2 separate regions of the Sus scrofa genome follow, and region 2 is linked to region 1. The links are chromatin contacts, called in public Hi-C maps. All regions are on one chromosome and are shown on one strand. Each heading gives the region's core, a stretch centred on a gene start, on an enhancer-like site or on the middle of the called end of the contact. The rest is flanking DNA. Distances are from core to core; before and after follow the strand shown.

The links. A called contact is a pair of places that touch in the nucleus more often than the background predicts.
Region 2: a Hi-C map of liver shows a contact between it and region 1, with 4 times the contacts expected there. The contact joins the enhancer-like site here to the promoter of MPP6 in region 1. A contact is called at or near these places in 1 of 5 promoter capture datasets (liver), 11 of 47 Hi-C or Micro-C datasets (embryonic fibroblasts, fetal heart ventricle, fetal liver and 4 more) and 1 of 2 datasets of contacts at active chromatin or transcription factors (skeletal muscle).

What each region holds. Positions count from the first base shown.
Region 1 is chr18:47,708,877-47,713,337 of Sscrofa11.1, forward strand. It overlaps MPP6 (MAGUK p55 subfamily member 6), which reads right to left and starts at 2,557. Exons shown (of 12, transcript XM_021079256.1): 1 at 2,413-2,557.
Region 2 is chr18:47,873,905-47,878,365 of Sscrofa11.1, forward strand. No RefSeq gene overlaps it. Among named protein-coding and RNA genes, the nearest start is that of NPY, 120 kb to the right of the region's middle. Within about 2 kb of position 1,782, at least 1 of the 83 cell types and tissues checked has an H3K27ac peak or open chromatin away from gene starts, as enhancers often do. A contact at or near this core is called in liver, where this site is marked.

The sequences.
Region 1 (4,461 bases), core at 1,307-3,806:
ACACACACAGACCCCCACATGTTTTTTCATAAAGATATTTAGCATGCAATCTCTACAGGACAAAACCAGGGCTATTAAAAGTGTTACCACTTGTATATTATGTAACCCTAGTCTAAACTAAAAGCAGCACAGACCTTAAAAAGTAACACATTGTGCAAACATGTATTTAAACATACATTTAAATATATGACAGATCTCAGATACCAGATGACCTCAGGATGACACAACCCATGAAAGTTGTTTGCTGTAATCAGGCCTCAGAAGACATGACTATAATCAGGCCTGATACCTTATCATAATTGCACAGCAGATGCCTAAAATAAGCAGTAATAGCGTGAGATCCGTTGTTTCACACATGTACCGCAACTATCTCCGCATTGGTAACAGAGTGTTGCCTCGCCTGAAATATTCGACCTGCATAAGTTTCTGAACGACCATTTCAAAGATTTCTCGGGAAGACATGGCTGCTAAATCCTACTCCAATTGAAAAGCAGTTTAACGCACCTCCAATGTTCCAAGGCGTATTACAAGGAGGCCAATTCAGGAGGCATAAAGTCAAATTCCAACACCCCAAAGGCATAGAAAAGGAGTAAAATGTAACCAGCTGTTTGTAAGTCAGGCGGAGAATTTTCCTGAGATTCCCCACCAGCCTTCAACTCCGTCCCTCGCCTGCCCCCAACCCTGCTTACATGCCCCAGCTGATGGAAGTTGAACGGATGGAATCACGCGCTGTAATCCCAGGAGCTGCGGAGACGGAGACGAAACTCCCAAGAAAGTGTTAAAAAAAAAAAAAAATCCTTCTGCAAAAAACACCCACCAACCAACCATCCACATCCTGTCATCACAACGACCGTAAGATCCCTCAGTCGACTCGACTCCCTTCCTGGCCCTTCACCCCGCCAAAAAAACAAAAAAAAAAAAGAAAGAAAGAAAGAAAGAAAAAGAAAAAGCCCCAGCACCTTTCGGGTTCCAGACACGCGTACCCAGAATCGGAAAGCACTGCCTCGGCCGCAACCGCCTCCGGAGCCGCGTGTGCTCGGCCCCCAAGCACTCTGCTCAAACAACTGGAGTCTCGTGCCTCGGAAGTAGCGGCAGGACTTGCAGAAAGCCTCCTCCCCCAACGACTCGGGGCTGGGGAGGCGGCCCGAGGTCGGCTGCGTCGCCCCCTCCCGAGACGGACCCCGGAGGTGTCCGTCACGGCCGCCGCCGCCCCCGGCGCAGCCCTCCATTCACGCTTTCCCACCGCTCCCGCCGCAGAGGGGGTCCGCGCCCCGCGCCGCTGCCCTGCGCCCGGAGGGCCCCCGCGCGACCCCAGCCCCAGCCCGGCCCCCGCCGGGGAGCACGCTGGCGAGAGCCGGGCGCGGCGCGGCGGCCGGCGGCATGGGCCAGGCACGTTGCCGCGCTCCGCCCGCCCGCAGCCCGGGAGCCAGGGGCCCGGCAGAGCGCGTCCCTTCCGCGCGGCCCGAGCGGAGCAGCCCCCGCCGCCGCCCGCGCCCAGGTGCCGAGGGGGCGGGGCGGGCCAGGGTCCCCGCGTGGCCCGCAGCCGTGAGCAACAGGGCGCCCCCGCAGCCGGCCCCGCGCGCGCCGAGACCGTTACCCGAGCGACGTGGGGCCCCGGCAACTCACCGGCTCGCACCTCGGCCGCCTCCGCGCCGCCGCCGCCGCCGCTCCCGTCCGCCGGCCGCCGCTGCTCTTCCTCAGCCGCAGGCGCCGCCGAGCAGCCCCATCTACAAACTCGCGGCTCGTAGTTGGGACCTGGAAAGGCGGCTCTCGCTCCCCTGCGCCGCCCTCCCCCTCCGCCCCCTCCCTCGCGCCCCACTCCGCCCGGCTCCGGTCGCCGGCGCCGCCGCTGCCACCACCGCGCGCGCGGCCAGCCTCTCCTCCGCCGCCCTCCTCCGCCGCCGGCCGGCCGCCGCCCACCTCCTCCTCCTCCTCCGCCTCCTCCCGCCGCTGCCGGGGCGCGCTCCCTCCCGGCCTCGCGCGTGCGCCGGACGCCGCGGAGCACGCTCGGGCGCGAGGAGGCGCCACCGCCTCGGGGAAGCCGGCCCCGCCCCTCCGGCCGCGGCGGGGCGACCAGGTGGAGCCCCCTCCCCGCGCCGGCAGACGGCGCCCCGGCCCGACCGCGCGGCCCGCCTCTCGCGGGGCTCCCGGGTCCGGCCCCGAGCCGCGCACGCCCGCGCGCGAGGGTCCCCCAGCCCCAATCCCCACCGGATCTTCCAGGCCGAAATTGCAGCTGTCACTCAGCATTTACCGAGGAGCAGGAGACTCCACCGGGCGTAAAAGAGGCTCCTCCCAGCCCCTTTCAAGAGTTTACATTCAAAGAACCCACCAGCCGTGGGGCCCAAAGGATAAAAAGACCTCGAAGAAAAAAAGCCTCTGGAAAATCTCCTCCCTCCCCCTTCACACACGCACCTCTGGTTTTGATGTGTATTCAGCAGGTTCTACGGCGCTGTGTCCTCCGTGAATTTCCTCCCGGAGGCCCAGCCAGGGAGTGTGATGCACACCCGAGGAAATGGACGGACACTAGCTCTTTTCATAGCACCGAGGCGCCCGTGGCACCCCCGGAGCCGGCTTTGCCGAACACTCCTGGGACACCAGTTGTTGAGCTCCCTCCAGACACCCGGCCTTCGCAGACCTCGGAAGTGGGGCTGCGCCACCCTTTCCACCTGGACTCTGCCTCTGCGGGGTGCATGGTGAACTGGGATGAGTGTCCGGGTGTGCAGATGACAGATTTTGACAGGAGCGCAGATTTAATTTTTCAGTTGAAAGGAACTGAGCGATGCGGTGCTGCAGAGGCTCTGGTAGAAAAACACAGCCAGGCAGTCTGAGAACTTCCGATTCCCTTAACCTCTCCCTGAATCCCAAGAGATCTGTGAACCCTCAGACCTGTGATGGGGCTTTTGGCAAAGCTGCTGTGTCAGCTGCTGCCGCTTCCTGAAATTGAAGAAGCTATGAACGCCTTGTTTACATTTTACAAAACGTTTACTGCAGTCTTTTCAAACCGGGAATTTAGAAAGTGCAAGTAAAACGTGACAAGGGCGGAACATCGCATCAGGTGGCTTCCTCTATGCAGCCTTTCCTGGCTTCTCTTGGGCACAGTGGCACTGTCCTGCACCAACCAGGCATTTGCTAAATGCTAGCAACATGGCCCTTTGGATTCAGAGATGGAGTTTTCAAGCTGCATTGTGGCTAGCACGGGAGGGAGGGAGAGAATGCTATGGAAGGGGTGTATTAAGACCCAAAACATTTTCTCTTAGCCTCAACCAAGCATCAAAGATTAATTTACTTTTCCATTAGGATCATTAATTTTGCAAACCCACACACAGGGGGAGTTTGTCGAGTATTAATTTAGAACCTTCTTTCCTGGAACAGCAAACCTGAGGAAGGGAAATTGGAAGCATTTAAGGACATCTGAATGTACTAAGGGATACCAGTAACTCCGAGCCCATGCTGAGCCCCCCTCCCTCATAGTCAGGCCAGTTGGATGAAATGAAGTTGACTGTGCCCTGTGCCCAAGAGTGAGGCAAGGCGGATGCAGAAGGGAAATATGTTTCTCTTCTCAGAATTAGGAAAAACCTCCACGTCTTCCTTTTCCTTCTCCTTGTTTCCCAGGTCCGTTTACTTCCCACAGGATACCCAATGGCTCATTCCCACTGCACCCTACCCACACCTCCCAACTTTGATCCTCTTCTTCCGATTCCCAATCTCACCACACCCTCTCCTACCAGGTGGTGCCCCGAGCCCCTCCAAGGGAGGGGATGAAGGTCATTTCTGGTATGTTCCTGATCCCTTATGAGTCCACCTTTGTTTCCTCAAGGGTCTTGCGGAAGCAATGTACTAACCTCCTACTCCACCCCCACTCCCTGAAAATAGGATGCGTTTCACTGAGAAAGTGTCAGGGAGGGAGAGATGGGGAGACTGTCCCTCAAATTATAACATGTAATCCTCCTGACTTAACAGCTGAGACCAGCCCTGCCAACTCCCCTATCCCTGCAGGTACCAGGGACCCAGAAGTTGGGAGCAGGCTTATAGGAACAATTGCCTTTCAGTTACAGTTCCAAGTCTGTCCTCTAAGTAATGACAGCTATTAGATGGAGGCTTCTCACGCTCGTAAGACTCAGTCTCATCCTCACAGTCAGACAAATGCTTTTGCTCCACACCTGTCTTCAATCCTTGTCTTCAGGATGCTCTTGGCAGGGAAGTTTCTCTTTCAGTGTCTATATTTTATCAAATATGATATATTATGAAACACTACATTTTATAAATAATCGTGCCAATTTGTGACATTCTGCCCTTCCTCTAAACTTTAAAGGTGGGACATGCCAGAATAAATTTAAAGTGATTTAATATGAACATTGGAATTCTCCTCATTGCTTGCCGCCGGCCCACCTTTCTCAGAGGTCATCATTTCTGAGATGCTACCCATCCATTTCCTGTACCTGTTATGAATTCTCTGTTCCA
Region 2 (4,461 bases), core at 532-3,031, 160 kb after region 1:
TGCTGGATCCCCAACCCACTGAGGAGGCCAGGGATTGAACCAGCATCCTCATGGATACTAGTCAGATTCTTAACCGGCTGAGCCACCATAGGAAATCCTTAATTTTTAAAATTTTTATTTTCCGTGTATCTTTTTGAATTAGAGTTTTCTCCAAATACATGCCCAGCAGTGGGATTGCTAGATCGTATGGTAAGTCTATTTTAAGTTTTTTAAGGAATCTCTGCACTATTTTCCATAGTGGTTGTACCAGTTTACATTCTCACCAGCAGTGTGGAAGGGTTCTCTTTTCTGCACACCCTCTTTAGCATTTATTCTTTGTAAACTTTTGGATTATGGCCATTCCGACTAGTTTTAAGGTGGTACCTCATGGTAGTTTTGGTTTGCATTTCTCTATAGTTAGCAATGTTGAGCATCTTTTCATGTGCCTGTTGGCCAATGTGTATGTCTTCTTTGGAGAAATGTCTATTTAGGTCTTCTGCTCATTTTTTGATTGGGTCGTTTGTTTGTTATTGAGTTGGATGAGCTGTTTGTATATTTTGGAATTTAAGCCCTTGTCAGTTGCACTGATTGTAGATATTTTGTTTCAGTCTGTAGGCTGTGTTTCATGTTTCTGATAATTTCCTTTGCTGTGCAAAAACTTGTAAGTTTGATTAAGAACCATTTCTTATTTTTGCTTTTAATCCTATTGCCTCAGGAGATTGACCTAAGAAAACATTGCTACAATTTATTTCAGAGAATGCTTTGCCTATGTTCTCTCATAGGAGTTTTATGGTGTCATATCTTATGTTTAAGTCTTTAAGCCATTTTGAGTTTATTTTGTCTTTATTGAAAGGATATCACTCTACCTGAATGAGTTCCCGAGCAAATGGAGACAATTGAGACTGACAAGTCAATGATGGTCTAAGTGGATTTGGTGAGGTGGGGGCACGTGGTGGTGGGGGGGGAGGCACATTTGTAAAATGGAGAAGAAAAGACTTAAGTGAAATAGGATTATATCGACTTAGAATTCATAAGCATTTGGACAAAGAGGATTATATTTACCTTCGGTTACTTATAAAGAGCAACTTTTCAAAGCACATTAACAGGACATAGGGAATTCTAGGGGACATGTTGAGCTCGCTTAGGAAAATAAGCAGCCCTAGTTCTTCACATTTGATATATAGACCTTAAATGATCCTTCTTTATTTTTCAAAGCAACTTTGCCAAAAATTTTATATGGGGAAAAACATTTTTAATCATGTACTTATAATACCTCTATGTTTAAAATAGAATATTTCAGTTCAGATTTTAATTTCATGTCGTCTTTTCCAAACGCTAACTTACTTAGACTTTACTGTATTGATGTGCCAGAAAGAAATGCTCTGGGGCAATGGAGTGAAAAAAAAATTAGAGAATATAATCTCACTAGGAGGGAAGATCTTCCCAGTCTGACCTTCAAATAGAATATGGAATGTGAACATATGCAGCAAGCAGGAAATTCTTCACATAGAGCCAGACTGGACTTGGGTGAACTAATGCCACCTTCCGTGAGTATCATCTCTACACTTTGGAAAAGGGACAATGTCTAGTCTTGTAAAGACTAGCTGGGTTTCTTGAGACAGGAGGGTCAAAGATTATACAGTGAGACAGGTGTATTCAGAGGGATGTGCTGGGAAACTGACAGATGTGGCAACTGCAGTCAAGGTCATAGCCTTCAGGTGCTGCTCTGAACTCATGCTCATCCAGCCCTCACCCCCCTGGGGATGTTGATGTAGTTTTCTTGGCTTGGGCAACGGCTCAGTGTGGTCACGCCTGGCTCAGGCTGCAGCACTGGCTCCATTCTGGCATGAAAGAAGGCTCTCATGATGGTTCTCTCATCGATTGCTCTGCTATTTCATCTTTTGGTGAAAAGATGTCACAACATGCAATCATGAGCAGAATCCCAGCTCTCCAAAACCACACTGGGCTGCTAATCTCTGACCTCCAGGGCTTCAGCTATTTAGCGGTTCAATAACCCTTACTTTAAAAGCCTGACTAGCAAGATTTCAGCCCTGTCTGCCTTGAGGGAGTCTCTTTAAAATGCTATTTATAGCGCATCATCAACATAATCCTGTTTGCAAGTGTAGTATCATAAGTAATGAACTATTTGATTTGCAAATTTCCTGATGCCATTAATCTGACAATTTTTGTGCCAGGTCAAGCTGCCTGAGAGGGCTGCCTTCACTAATAGCATCTCCAGGCTGATGCCTTGGTGGCCCATTTCAAATGCGATGGTGTGGATTATAGGAAGGGGATATTCTGGAAAAGGGGGTGTTCCCTGCATTCTTGCGTCAGGTCTTTTGTCCCAACTTTCAAAGTCATTGAATGGCATAAGATTAGTTATCAGATAACAGGATTTTGTCTCTGTTTTGGCCCCTACATGGTGTATTATCTTGGGCCAGGCACTTAGCTTCTGAGGGGATTGAGCAAACTGGACACTACATGACCGTCTCCTCCAGGGAGACCTCCTTGAACTCCCAGAAGGATGTCTCTGGCCATACCCTCGTAGTTCTCCTTGTGTACTTCTATTACATAATCCATGGCATTATATTGAAGTTACTCATTTACGGTCTTGTTACCTGAGACAAACTGACTGCCAGTTATTCCTTCAGCCAAAACGGGTTGCTTTGGATTGGCAAAGAATTGCAGTTCAGGATCTGCAACCATGGCAAGCGACATGCAAGTCCCATGCAAGTCCCCAACTATAAGGAGAGGAGAACTCTTACAGAGGGGAAAAGGAAGTTAGGAGGGCTGTAGTGAACGGAGTCCCTTGGAGGAGTGTGAAGAATAGTGGTTTTTCATTGGCTGATTTGTGACAGTCTCTCATGGCTGAGATCTTTCCAGGAAAGAAGAGGAAGTCTTTCTTCTTCCTGTTGGGCTCTTCATGAGACCTCCTCCTTCTAGCCTCTCGACTCTATTTTAATTGAGGTTTCTGTTTTAATTTTTACAGTCTTTTTTTTTTTCCACTAGGGTACAAGCTGTGTAAGGGCAGGGGCCGGATTTTATTCATCTGCAACCCCCTGGCACCTAGCAAGTGACTGGCACATAAGTGTCAGGTTTGCTAATCTGAACTGATTCTAAATTAGGCAGTATTGAAGAATTTCAGTGAGAAGTCAAAATGGGAATCTACTGAGGTAATATTTGCTAAGGAGTCTTATCTAAATGGTAACCAGTAAAACTGAACTAATGATGCTCATCCTTGAACATGTATTAGAATCATCTAGGAATTTAACAACAAATCAACAAAAACAACGCTCTGTCACCGCCCCCCCCCAAGATTCTGATTTAATCGCTCACTGTTCCCACCCTTTCTTTCTTCTTTCTTTCTTTCTTTTTCTTTCTTTCTTTTTCTTCCTTCTTTCCTCCCTTCTTTTCTTTTGCTTTTTAGGGTTGCACTCAAGTCATATGGAAGTTCCCAGGCTAGGGATAGAATACAAGCTGCAGCTGGAGTTCCCGTCGTGGCGCAGTGGTTAACGAATCCGACTAGGAACCACGAGGTTGCGGGTTGGATCCCTGCCCTTGCTCAGTGGTTTAAGGATCCGGCGTTGCCATGAGCTGTGGTGTAGGTCACAGACATGGCTTGGATCCTGCGTTGCTGTGGCTCTGGCATAGCTGGCAGCTACAGCTCCGATTCGACCCCTAGCCTGGGAACCTCCATATGCCGTGGGAGCAGCCCAAGAAATGACAAAAAGACAAAAAAAAAAAAAATACAAGGTGCAGCTGCTGGCCTACACCACAGCCACAGCAATGCCAGATCTGAGCCGCATCTGGGATGTATACCGCAGCTCATGGCAACGCCAGATCACCAACCCACTGAGAGAAGCCAGGGGTGGAACCTGCGTCCTCGTGGATGCTAGTCAGATTCGCTTCTGCTGCACCACAATGGGAACTCCTGTTCCCACATTCCCACCCTTTGCAGCAAGACAGGCGACCACCCCCAGACCCTCTCCCCAGGCATTTCTGTGTGCAGCTAGGGTTGCAGAAATCTGACTCAAAGTGAGGAGCAAGGTATTACTCTCCACTGGAGTTTCTAAACTTCACAATAAAACATCAAACAAGTAACATGCTCATTGTATAAATTTAAAAAATATATATATAAATATATATATGGAAGATAAAAAGTACCTGAATTTTATTACTCAGATATAATTACATTTTTATATTTTGCTCTATCCCCTCCCCAACATACATCTAAGAAAAACACGGATTCCATTTAGCAACTTGCTTTTTTCATTTCACAGTACACCGAAAACAGCTTTCGGTGTCAATAAAAAACTTGTCTTCATCCCTACTGATTAATTTTCCATGGAAAGAACAACTGAGTTGTGCTTTTTCTTCAACCTTTCCCTTTGCAGACCGAGATAAGGCACCATCTTGGATATGCTTAGAATTTAGATTTGTTTTGAAAATAGTGTTGTTTTCCTTAACATCTCAAACAACCAT